Regions from separate parts of the Mus musculus genome. Here region 2 is linked to region 1. A link is a contact called in public Hi-C data. All regions are on one chromosome and are shown on one strand. The core of a region is the stretch at or near the end of the contact, and the rest is flanking DNA. Distances in the headings are between cores, read along the strand shown.

Evidence for each region. Hi-C and Micro-C count contacts between places; a contact is called where the count stands out from the background.
Region 2: a contact with region 1 is called in a Hi-C map of embryonic stem cells, with 1.9 times the contacts expected there. The contact joins two enhancer-like sites. A contact is called at or near these places in 1 of 484 Hi-C or Micro-C datasets (embryonic stem cells) and 1 of 115 datasets of contacts at active chromatin or transcription factors (embryonic stem cells).

The regions. Positions count from the first base shown.
Region 1 is chr6:31,944,589-31,951,259 of GRCm38.p6, forward strand. No RefSeq gene overlaps it. Among named protein-coding and RNA genes, the nearest start is that of Gm31894, 70 kb to the right of the region's middle. Within about 2 kb of position 3,738, at least 18 of the 459 cell types and tissues checked have an H3K27ac peak or open chromatin away from gene starts, as enhancers often do. A contact at or near this core is called in embryonic stem cells, where this site is marked.
Region 2 is chr6:32,784,549-32,791,219 of GRCm38.p6, forward strand. No RefSeq gene overlaps it. Among named protein-coding and RNA genes, the nearest start is that of Gm32007, 130 kb to the left of the region's middle. Within about 2 kb of position 3,008, at least 13 of the 459 cell types and tissues checked have an H3K27ac peak or open chromatin away from gene starts, as enhancers often do. A contact at or near this core is called in embryonic stem cells, where this site is marked.

The DNA of each region.
Region 1 (6,671 bases), core at 2,488-4,987:
GGAACAGGTGACATCAGTCTTCAGTTACTGAGCCCTTTTCCCTCAGCCTGTATGCCATTCTTGCAGCTGAGGCCAGGATTCTCGTGGAGCAGAGACCAATCGCTCTTGTCACCCTTCTGGAACTCCTCAACTATGAGCCTAATATAGCAACCGTGGCACAGAACAACTGTGAGCAGAATGGACCCCAGCATGGGGGATCCTGAGACGGCATGGTTGCAAAGCTTGGTGGGATTTTTTGACAGTAAGGATAAGATGTCAACTGGTAGATCACATGCTATATAAGCTGCTAAGAGCAGTTTAAGGTAAAAGGTTTATTTTGACTTACCGTTAATGAGGGCAAGAGTCTGTCATGGCGGGGAAGCTATGGCAACAGTCATTACACAGGAAGCTAACTTATCACATTTTCATCCACTCACAGGAAGCACACGGTGGTGGGAGGGTATCGGGCCAACCTACGTCAGTGTCATATTTCTTATAGCAAGTTTCCACCTTCTAAAGGTTCCACAGACCCAAACAGCACCACTAACTAACTGGGGACCTAGTATTCAAGTACTTGAGCCAATGGTGGCCGTTTTTAATTCGACCCTTCACACACACACACACACACACACACACACATGCACACACACACACACACACACACACACACACACACACACACGCGCGCACACACACACACACACACACACACGCACCTCACTCTGTGTAAGGAGCTTTTCTGTGCTGCTGACCCTCTTCACAGTTCTAATTTTACAGTTGGAAAAATCTCATTCTCAGATCATCCCGTGGAGACTTATGGAGGTAAGGTACCAACCCAAGGTTGTAGGGGGCTAAAGCAGTGCTGGGGTGACCCTTGGCCTGCCCCCAAATTCAAGCACTTCTATGAAAGCTGGGCTGCCTCAGCCCCACCTGGCCTTGCCTGGCCTCACTCAGGCCTTGGCAAATAAAACGTCACTTACCACCTGGCTCCAGGCCACGGATGGCTGGCGACATCCCCTCCGCATGGATGGTTTGCTTTGTGCTTTTAGTACCCATCATGTGAGAAGAAAAATCTCGAACGTTGTTTAATAAACAGAGTTGGGGGAAAGGAGTGGGGATGGCAGGTGTTATTTATCAGATGTGGGGAAGTTCAGCAGGAAACATCAATTCCAAGTGACTGTTCCAGGGGAGGCCGAGGGAAAGTGTGGGAGCTTACACGGGGCTTAGGAAGCTACAGGTAGTGAGCACACATGGGGACTTAGATCCCATTCAGTGGCAGAGGTTGTTTGGTTTGGTTTCATCTTCTCTAGGAACTCCAGAAGCTGCATGGTCTGGCATGGACACACACATACCATCAGGATTTCTGGGCAAAGTGACAGAAGAGGACCTCTGGCAAACTCTGCAAGAAGTGTTTCTACCCTGTTTAACCTCCCAGTCTTGAGTATACATAAGCCCTCGTCCTGGGACACATCTGAACCCTATGTCCATGATGTGAACCCATCTTTCCCCTAGCACGGGATTCTACACCCAGTTGGTTCCAGATGGCACCAGAGACACGGTTATGAGGGGCAGATACTGTGTGAGGTCCTCAGGGGCTGTGTTGGGGACCAGAACCCCCATTGCTGAAGTACATCTATCATATTCCTGGTGGGGGATGCTACCAAATCAGTCACTCTGTCCCTGCGTTGCTAGAGACCTCACTAGGGTACTCTCTCACTTCTGGGTTTCTCATGAGAAGGGAAGCCTTGAACTTAGATCTACTTGCTACCAACATTTGACATACAGTGACAATCAGTTTTAGGTGTTGATTGTCCAGGCTTTGTTAGTAAATGCTAACCCAGTGATGGTATTCTATAGTTATTTGGCTACTCAGTAATTAATTAAGTATTAAACAAGGGTTACTCTCATTCCTATAGTGGGAAGTGAGGATGCCATCTATCAGTTGACAGCCGTATGAATACAACCAGGATTTTCTGGAAAATAAGTATTTCTCAAAACATCCCTTTCTGCCTGAATTTCCAGCCTGCTTTACAGAGTTTACACGTGCTAGTCCTATAAACCTGAGCCAGTTCTAAAAGCACACATGTGTGTACACGGGCACACCCTCACCCTGTTGATTGTACTTCTCTGAGAACCGGGATGAACCTGTTGAAACCATGACTATGACATGGTTATCCCCCATGACAGTGCCTTGGCTGGGTTCCAAGTGTGGTGACAGTGACAGTGGAGATGGGCAATGAGGTCAGCCTGAGAACACACACATTTTCTGAGCCCATGTCATCTGGACATGCTAGGTTGGGTGGACTAAGTAGGGAGTGGTCTGATGGAATGGATCCAAGGCTGAGGGTCAAAGACCGAAGTTCAGGCCCTGGTGATGCCTTCCCTCTACTCGTCTGTAAAATGGGAGGCATTCTGAGAACCATAAGCATAATCGATTAAGACCGGAAATTTAGAGCATTTGGGAAGTAGTGGCCACACTTCATTTGATGTCTAAGAGTTTTTAAAATATAGATTAATCTTTTGAACTATGCCTCTGGAGCAGTTGTAAGTTTCTCTCCAAAAGAATTTTGGAGAAAATGTGCCCAGTGGGTGGAGAGAGGCGTGACTTTCTTTTCACCCAGTGATGCTGTAGTACAGCCAAACAGAAAGACAGAGACCTCGAGGATCTTTGTCAGAACCAGTTAAAAATGCTACCTATTCAAAGGAAGTCTGCCAGAGACTCTGATATGTGGGTGATGAATTTGTCATTAGGCAGCTATGGGCAAGCAGAAAATCACAGAGCCAGTCTGATTGTGGGGAGCTGAAGGGGTGGATAATCTCATAAGTGGGAATGCTTATATGATGCTTACATGGGTAAACAGTGGACTCAGAGCGCCCTGTGCCCTCATTCCATATGCTGCCTGTAGGGTCCTTGGGTCCTTGGGTCCTGTCTTTTAGGCTGCCCTAAGAGCTTGTATGGCCAAAGCCCAGCATGTCCTGTCTGTTGCTGCATACTGTTTAATGAACAGGTCAATGGAATCTCAGGGACAGTCTGTCCACAGGTCACCATATACAGTGGTCACATGGCTGTGTGTACTACATCAGCGGCTCCTTGAGAACCTGGTGGAGGAAAGAGATTGATGTAAAATAAGAGGAAAGGAGAAAAAGGAACCAGAGGGGGAAAGTAGGCCTCCATTAAATAAAGAAATTCATAAAGGAATGTCTATCCTCCACGCGTGAGCAATTTCTGCTTGAGGAGATGGGACACACACTGAATTAGCCGTTCACTCTGTCAAAATATGAGGAACTTCATTCTGTGCCGTCCGCAACTGAAGAGTCAACAGCAGGCCTGCCTGTGTGTCCCAAGAGGTGGCTCTGAGGAGCAAGCCTGTGGGTGCAAGGACAGGGGAGCCCAAGTCTGCCCTGGATGGGGTGCAGTGTGGTTGGGTGAATGAAGGCTAACTCTGGAGTGGTAGAGGCTGCAATTGTCTCCAGAGTGGGGGGTGACTGTGTTCTGAGCTCAGAACACCCTGACAGACAAACCGAGAGGAGGGAGTGCCCCAGGATCCAACTGAGATTGACACCTCAGATCCTGCCCATCTCAAGCTGTCAAGGCCTCCTTCCTTAGAGCACATTGGGCCGGCACAGTCTTGCATTAATTTAGAGCTAATTGTCAGGTAATGAATTCGATTTGGCTCGGTGTCCTGAAATCCCTTCTGCTCCCAGCTGAACACCAGTAAATCATTTGCATCACAAATCTCCTCTTCCCTGGATGCTCAGCACACCCAAGCTGTCCTGCAGTCCCTTCCTGCCTCCTGAAGCTCCCCACTCTGGAAAAATCACTGTACTTCCTCCTTTGAGTTTCAAAGCTGAAATGCATGCAAGACAACTGACTTTGGGGAAGTGTGTTTCTGAAAAGTCTGGAACAATGGACCTCTCAAGGTGCAGTCTCCTGAGCAGCAGGCATTCTGGAAGCCATTGAGATGTGCACATACACTGAACTGAATCAGAAACCTGGGGCAGGACCAGGCATTCCACGTTTGAACCAGCTCTCGGGTGCCCTGACACAGAGCCAAGCACTGGAACTCTTGGTTTGTGTAGTGGTTTAAATGACAACACCCCTCTCAGGCTCACATATTTTGATAGTTGGTGCTGGTGATATTTGAGGGAGTTAGTCGGTGGTGTGGCCTTGCTAAGGGAGAGCTTCAGGGCTGGCCAGCTTCAGGGATCTATAGCCTTGGTCCATTTCCGGTTTGCTCCCTGCTCTGTGGTTGATCGCACAGCTTCCTGCTCCAGTTGCCACATCGGCTGCTTGCTACCATGGCTCCCTGTCAGGATAGACTCATCTCCCTCTGGAACCATAAGTGCAAATAAACACTTCCTTCTGTCAGTTGCTCTTGGCCATGGAACTTTACCACTAGAACAGAAAAGTAACTGATGTGTGCTGGCTAGAACCATTCAGCCTGGAGCAGACTTGCATGGATTTAAAGCTAATGTTGAATTGTTAAGAACAGATTCAACAGAACTTCCTTCAGCTCGGTATTTCTTCTCAGTGTAAAGCCAGCTTCCCTCAGAAGTTTCTGGATATTTATTAAAACTTCTGACTTAATTATTCTTCTATTTCCATGTTAGCTAGAATCAGGTTCAGGCAAGTGCGAGAAACTTAATATAAAAATGGACAAAAAAAAATCTATAAATGGTTTAAGCAAGACATGTTCTCATATTTGTAGTGTAGAGTGAGTGTGGAAGGTCTGAAATTAGTGTTGTGGATGGAATGCAGAAAAGGGACTTTGGTGGGGCTAGGGGGCATGATGGTTGGTTTCAATCATTCTGATTATCTAAATTGATGTGGGAAGACCCACCCTCCAAATGTGGGTGGCGCCCTAGTTCTGATACTAGTGAAGATAAGTCAACTTGGTCAAGCAAGCAGAAGACAGGGCAAGATTATTTGTCGTTTGCTTGCTTGGCCAAGTTGATTTATCTTCACTGGCATCAGAACCGCTGTTCCCAGGCACCAGCACTGACGAAGGACTACTGGTTCTCCAGGAGTCCTCCAGGTTTTCAGTGCCTCAGAGGGACTGCTGAAGTGCCTAGCTTCATGGACAGAGCACCTATCGGCCTCTCAGCCTCTTCAGTATGAGGCAGCCACTGGGTATTAAAATAATTTATTAAATCAGATTATGTTGAAATAGAAGCAGTGGCTGTCTCACATCTGAGAGGCTGAGACCTAGAAGTTACAAAGTCCTTGATGCTGGGTGCTAAGCACCGGGACTACTCTTTTAACACACACACACACACACACACACACACACACACACACACACACACACAGAGAGAGAGAGAGAGAGAGAGAGAGAGAGAGAGAGAGAGAGAGAGAGAGAGAGAGAGAGAGACTGACTACTATGGGACAGAAGAGAAGAGGGAGAGCACAAAGGGCAGGAAAGCATGATTTTCTTTGTCACAATCACTTTCCCTAGGAGGTCCAGACTCTGTCAGCCCCATGTAGCAAGCTGGGGTGTCCCTGACCCCACTAACTCAGGACACTTTGCTTCGGTGGTGGTCGGCTGTGACCTCCTCACTTGTGAATTCCCATTGTCTGGAACTCACTAGGTACTTGTGAAGTTAAATTTAATCAATTACCTTACAATTATCTCATATGTAATTTGTCAATCATAGACCAGGTTCTGGGAGGATGGATACTGGTGCTGTGTAAGGAGGTTCTCATCTTCTCCGAGAGCGAGAGTGAGAGAGAGAGAGAGAGAGAGAGAGAGAGAGAGAGAGAGAGAGGGAGGGAGAGAGAGAGAATGCACATTGGCTTGTAGAATAAGCCCTCTGAGATAAATGACTCAGCCCAGACCACTGGCATCTGTATTTTTAGGGGCAACTCCCAGCATCTGGAGCTGGTAGACAGTAGTGTGGGATGCTGTTTGGATTTGGTTAGGGGTGAGAAAACAGGCAAGGGAAGACAGAGTAGTAGGAGCAGGGACAATAATCCAACAATCTGCTGGGAGTTACAGGGGTGAGAGGAGAAGGGAGTTACACTATAAGAACGGAATGGTGTATAACCAGGCAGGCATTTTGACGCTTTAAGAAATGGGAGCCTTCTCCATGCAGGAGTTAACAAGGTGTGCCTATGTCAGGAGCAGAGATGTGAGTCCTGGAAATGGGGAAGACACTGGCAGGAGAGACAACTTCCCCACTGCCTTTCTCCATATGTGTCTAACCTCTTCAAGTGCTTAGCAGCACGCACTATGCCCATATGTGAGCCATAGGGATTTATTGGCTCACTCTCCCATTTTCTTGCAACCATTTTGCTGGTACCTACTGTGTCCCAGTTAGTGATAGGGCAAAGATTGTAGAAAGGGCACAATCAGAGATTCCTGGCCCCAGAGGTCTCTGCTATGGAGGACATGAACCTACAAAGCCAACCTTATATTTGTGCATCACCACATTAAAAATTGTTCTGTTATACACTAGTTTATGATCTCTGGTCCTCAACGCTCATACTGAAGGGGCTAACGGGTGAGCAAGGAAGAGGGTTCTGCAGGGGGAGGTGTATAGGTTGTCAGGCCAACCATGTGAGATTGCTTCTGGTGCCCTCCAGGGCCTGTGGGGCACACCCACCAACTCCTTCCTACCTCTGCTAGCTGCAGCTGTCTTATCCCACAGGCTCAGGGCAAGGGCCTCCTGGGAGTCTCCATTCTCTCTCAGCC
Region 2 (6,671 bases), core at 1,758-4,257, 840 kb after region 1:
TTCCCCTGCATCTCTTCTCACTGGCCTCCCCTTGCCTGCATGAGAATGGATGGTTGGGCCGCCCCCTGCTCTAGTGCTCACTGGGCTCTCTTGTGGCTCAAAGACTTTCCCCACAAACATGCTGTCTTTGGCTAGCTCCTTAGCCTTCCAAAAGAACTTCCTGGATGCCCACACCTCTCCCCTCTTCTCTGTTCTGACCAGATTTTCATTCTGGCTGACTCACCTTCTTCAGGCCTCCAGATACCTTCAGCATGGCTGCTTCTTCTTCCCCGTCAAGTCCTGCTCTTCCCTTGGTCTGTACCCTTGTCTTGTCATCCTCTCCCACCTGTCTGGGTTGGCAGGTTGTCCAGATGCCCTCACACCTTGTGCCAAAGCTTAGTCTCTTCTCTCTGGACTGATATGTATCTACCAGCCTCGAAGCCTCTCTGCCAGGACTGCAGGCAGGATGTTAAACATCAGACATTTCAAACAGGATCCCTGTCCCCTGCCCACAACCCCCCACATCTTGCTGGTGTTGTTCATCTCTGCCCATTAGATGACAGGATCACTTAGTTGACTACTCTGCCAATTTGGGGGAGTCCTTGCATTTTTCTCTCTAAACCCCACACCTTACATCTAATGCAGTATTGGATCTTGTTTATAATTATCCTAAATCTGACCTCTGGTTTTCTCTACTGCTCTTGCTCTAGTCCAGGCCAGCACTTCTTGTCTGAATGGCTAATGCAAGGACCTCCAATACCTGCCCTACTCCCATGTAACCTGTAGTTTGATGGCTCTTCACAGAGCCAGAGGGACCTTTTTATACACTTGAGTCAAATCAACTGATGGCTGAGTACAAACCCTAACATGAACTAGTCACTCTCAGAATAAAGTCAATTCTTATCAGGGACAGAGGCTTGTCCTTGATGTGACCCTGCCTACCTCTCTATGCTTCCATTTTACCACTAGTCATGATGACCTCTTTGCTGCCCCCCAACACATCACACTTGCTCCTGACTCGGGACCACTGTGCTTTCTTCTCCCAACTTAAGAGCGCACCTCCTCCAGGTCTTCACGGGATTCTTCTTTTCCACACTCAAGACTCTTCTCTCGGGTCTTGTCTTTGGCACCTGACTAGGTTAGCACACCCCCGCCATTGCCTGCTCTTCCGTTCTCCAGCTCTCTGTTCCTCTAGCCTTTAATATTTTATGCAGCACTCATCATTATTTGACATTATGTTATGGTTTGCCTCCCTGCGAATGTATCTGCAAGGCCAAGACCTTGTCGAGGGGGATGGAGTATGCTGCGCACTGCATGTGTCTGTGCATGTGTGTAGTTCAGAACAACCCCAGGTGGTGTGTTCCGGAGGTTGTCCACTTTTTTTTTTTTTTTTTTGAAAGTCAAGCAAATCCAAAGTTTTATCTGAAGAGAACACTTTTATTAAAGTTTAAAAAAAAAAAAAAAAGATTTACAGGGTGTAAATCTCAACAGCTGCCCAAAGGAGGGAAATGGAGATGTGGGCTGGGGAAGCCATAATCTTTGAATTAAATCAGCATGGCTGGCAACCACATGGCAGGGAGAGAGAGAGACCAGAGACAAAGAGTGAAGCCCAAAGTGCTAGCCAAAGCGTGCCTAGAAGGGAGAGAGAAGAGGGAAAGGAGGGTTACACTTCTCTAACTTGGAAAAGCGGTGGACTCACACAACAGCATGGCTGTGCTCTGTAAGAGACTTCAGTTGGAGGTAGGGATCCTGGGGAAGAAACCTCCAGTGCCTCATTAAAGGTTTAACCATGCCTGCTTCCTTAGCATGCCTTAAGGTGAGCCGCCTTTCCTAGAAATGGTTCCACCTCCCAGAGGGCGCGGTCCCCTGGCCAGGCGATCCTGGTTTCACTGGATTAATTCATTTGTTGTAGGTAACTAGGGATGTTAGGAAAGTGTCAAGGTTTAGAACTCTCAGTTAGACAAGGCTGGCTCACTAGCAAGTCTCAGATCTGCCTGCCTGAACCTTCCCAGCAAAGGAATTACACACCAACACTTGACTCACTGTGCTGTCTCCCCAATCCTTCCTGGGGATAGGGAGGGTCCTCTGGGCGGGGGGGGGTGGGGGTGGGGGGGGGTGGGGGTGGGCGTTATGCAGACCCGAATTAACATAGGAACTTTAAAGGCAGTGGCAGGGTTTGGATGGCACTTCTCTCAGATGTAAGCAGAGGCAAGAATGGTGGGAAGCAAGTGGTAGGAGCCCATCCCAGGGCAGCACCTAGCCATACTGGAGAGCCTAGCCCGGAACTCCAAAGTATCATGGGCAGCTGTTCTCCACTAATGTTTACAACAGCATTCCTGTCCAGTGGCAAGGAAGCCTCCCTGGGCTCCAGGCACTGATCTATGATATCCTCAGGTTCTACATAAAGCACTTTAGTGTGGGAGGAGTGGGTACTTCTTTATTCTAGGTTCCTAGTAAAACATGTGGGTGCTGAAAAAAAAAACATAGAGGCAACTCAAAATGAATCCTCACCTTCCAGCTAGCCACTGTCTTGCTTGCCTTCCACCCAACTACGCCCCCTTTGTGTGTGACACAAATCATGAACACTGCTCCAAGTCCACGTGGTATGTGAGGCTCCTTGTTAAGGCTTGGTTAGTGCTCACGCTTCTTGGGAGTGAGGGGCAAAGTCATAGGAAAATGTGCTTTATAGCCTGGCTTGATGCTAAGATTGAGGTCCGGGCTGGGAGATGCAGAAAAAAATGGCATCTTGACTCCTGGGTGGCACAGGCTGTGGTAATAAGCAGGTGGCTACAGTAACCTGGCTTTGACCTTGATTTTATATATCAGCAGGGAGAGGGTGGGAGCAAGTGGGCACAGGCTTCCAACCCCTACTGTGGGTGCTAACAAAGGCTCCCAGTAGCCAGGTCCCCAGCAGGCCTGACAGTTGAAGAAGGGACCTTGTGGGAGGTTCCTCAAGTGTGAGCCACTCAGTGCCCCTGTCCATTAAGGCACAGCTAGAGTAGAGTGGTCCCCAGTAAGGACCTCTGACCTCTGGCTTGCACATTTGCATTTAAAAGCCATGATGGAAATGTAATTTCCTTGGGAGGCAGGGTTATATTCAAAGCACACAGCCTTCTCAGCAAAGTGACAAAGACCACAGCTGGATGGGTCCTCACAGGCAAGGTAGAGAAGGCTGCATGAAGGGTGGGCAGAGAGGTGAAGAAAGTCAAATTTTCCTGCATAAGGAAAAAATCTTTGAAGTGTGCGGGAGGCCTGGCCTAATCAAACTGTGAGCCGCTCCAAGCACTTCATTAAATCTCAGTGTAGCTGTTTTCCATTTAGGGTTGACTTGCTTTGGGGGAGTTTCAGGGAACAGTTTTAATTTCCAACTTTCTAGACTGAAAGCAAGCGCTGGTCAGATTTCCTGGAATCTAACATGGATTTGACATCGTGTTACCCTCTAAAATACAAATGCACTTTATCATGGTCGAGAGAGGACTGTGGGTCTGGGAAGGCGGGAGGTATCTTTGACATGGGTGAGTTTTTTGCTTCTCTTCCTACACTGAAGCAATTTCCTGTTTCTCCAGCAATATTGAAGCTGGAGGCCGGAGAAAGGGAGAGCACAACGTGGAAGATAAATTGTCATCTTTGTCACTTCAACTTCGGCTGGACAGAGGAGAATGAATTTGCTGGCTGTTTTTCTTCCAAACACGGGTAGGGCCCAGGGACCCTGGAAGGTACGGAACGTTAGTTGTCTATGCTTTGGCCACACACCTCCTGTGGTAAGGGACTCACACCTGGGTCAGGGACAGCAAAACCACCGTTACCTAGGTGTATCAGTTCAGCCAGTCAACTGAGACACAGGATTCTCCAAGAAGCCCCCATCACAGGGATTGCAGCGGCTTCCCTCAGCACTGAGCCTGAACAGCTCTGTTGTTCATGAGTCACAACAGTCAAAGGACCACATACAAGAAGCATCTAAGTTGGGATTGTTCAGACATTTTTGCTCCTAGATAACAGTTTAGTTGGTAGAGGGCCTGCCTAGCAAGTGGGGGAATCTGGGTTGACTACATCCCAGCACCACTCAAAGTGTCCAAAGTGGGGTGTACTGGCTATTTTTCTGTCAACTTGACACAGCTGGAGTTATCACAGAGAAAGGAGCTTCAGTTGAGGAAATGCCTCCATGAGATCAAATTGTAAGTTATTTTCTCAATTAGTGATCAAGGGGGAAAGGCCCCTTGTGGGTGGGACCATCCCTGGGCTGGTAGTCTTGGTTCTATAAGAAAGCATGCTGAGCAAGCCAGGAGAAGCAAGACAGTATAAAGAACATCCCTCCATGGCCTCTGCATCAGCTCCTGCTTCCTGACCTGCTTGAGTTCCAGTCTTGACTTCCTTTGGTGATGAACAGCAACATGGAAGTGTAAGCTGAATAAACCCTTTCCTCCCCAATTTGCTTCTTGGTCATGATGTTTGTGCAGGAATAGAAACCCTGACTAAGACAGTAGGGCATGCCTGTAACCTTAGGTAGAGGTAGAAAATCTGACATTCAAGGTCATCTCTGGTTTCACAGTGAGTCTACAAGACCCTGTCAATAAATGAGTAAATGAATGAATGAATGAACAAACAAGTAATGAACTAAATGATACATTGACCATTACTGCATTTTAAGGATGCACAGTGAGTCCTTGAGCCCTTACCCCTCTCTTGTTTGTATTTCCCTTTTTGCTGTTTGACTGTTGGCTCCTGAAAAATGCTTAAGAGAAAACAAGGGGAAGATGAGACTGAAGCCTCCTACATTGTACCCCCATGAAGATGGAGGGTTTGCCTGTGGTGGAATGGTTTCTCAGATAGAAATGAAACCTCAACCATGTACAGTTGTCACTGCTGGTCTGGTCTGTTCTATGGCCTCATGCTCCCAGGGGTGTGTGTGTGTGTGTGTGTTCAAACCATGGGTTTTAGATTCACAAGTCAACCAACCACCCATCCTAGGCTGGGCCAGACTTTTTGCGCTTACTCTTTGAGAAAATGTTCTAATTGCTGGATTTAAAAATAATAACTGTAAGCGTAAAGAATTGCTGAAGGATAAAAAGTCATATAGAACTGAAGACTTAGGGACTAGAACAGGAGGGAAAAAAAAATCCTAAGTCAAAGGAAAGGACCACAGTGAGCTGCTCCACCGTGAGAACTCTGAAGGGGCCTGGTAACCCCATGGCCCTCTGTACTTCTGACGTATAGCCTCAGGAGGAGAGGGGAAGACATTTTGGTAGGAGGAGGGAAGGAACATCTAGGACACCTAGGGCCTTAGGATGAATTGTAACCCTTTCACTCCAAATTTCAGGTCAGGATGGAGAGTCAAAACTCCTAATTTTTAACTCCCTCTGCTGAGTCAGTCAACTGCTGCTGCCCTTTTGAACTGTTAGCTGCTCTAATCTTTTTGTTTTCCATGACTACATTATTAGCCATAGTCCCTGTTATGTAATGGGTCTCCTGTGCTTCCTCCTCCACGATCTGCTCTTATGGCTCATGGCATGTAGGTGTCTGGCAAAGATAATTATACCTTAGGCTGAACAGTAGCGCTCAAAGAGCCATGCCTCTACCCCCACTCTAAACCACGTGACTGCTTGTTTGGCTAGGCCAATACAGCTTAAAACTGCCAGAGAAAGTTCTCATCAGCTGACCTGAGGCCACATGCCACAATTTCTTTTTTAAACCATTCTTTGTTAAGTTTTCTAATAAACACTGACCTCTCAGAGAATTTCATGCAGCTGTCTTCTGAAAATTCACCAAGGATTGTTTGAAGGCGGTACCAGCTAGCCAGCATTCTAGGCACTTTACTCCTGAATCGATGAGCTAAACTACCCCAGGAAGATCTGATCGAGATAACAGGGATGCCGTGAGCCCCATGTAAGTCTCAACACACTTTCCAAGTAGTTGTCCAAAAAGCTCATGGTGGCCCGGCCTGAGGTATGTAATCACCCACAGAGAGGTCTATAAAGATTCAGAAAAAGACATCACTGCACCCTCTGATGTCCTCAGAGTGCCACCGTCTACCCTTCCACCCAGCCTGCAAATCTAAGTAAGTTAACAGTTGGTGCTTCCAGAGACAGCCTGACAAACTACCCCATCCATAGGCTTACCCAGCTTTAAATGCCTGATTCCTCAGTGCTGCCTTCCCCTGCCAGCAACAAGACTGGCAACCTGGGATGTGCCAAGTTCTTGGCTCCAAACAGTAAAACAAAACCGTATAGGAGGGGATTTTTGAGTTAGCTGATTTGTAAACACTATAGCAAGCCGCTGTGTAAACATTTGTTTCTGTGTACCTATTATTTCTCTCAGGCAGTTACCTGGATGCCACCCTGACAGCGTGGGAGCATGTGCCTCCTTGAATTACACATGCCTCCGTCAGTCACACTTAAATGAACCCGCTGATTGTGCATCATTAAAAGCCCAAACAAACCAACCCAGCCAATAGAAGAGCCCAAAACAAAAACCCTTCATTAGATGGCAATCACTGGGTTGCTCAGTAATTATGGAAGGAGGGTCTCCACTGCCACTCAGAAGGAACATCAGGTCTCCAGGTGTGTTCCCATCTGACGAGGCAATGCCACTCAGAAGATGTCAGCACAGAGACCTGGATGAACAAGAAGCCACATACATTCAGGGGTGTTCTGAGAAGTTACCAATCCAATTTCACTTTGACTTTCTCTAGAGGA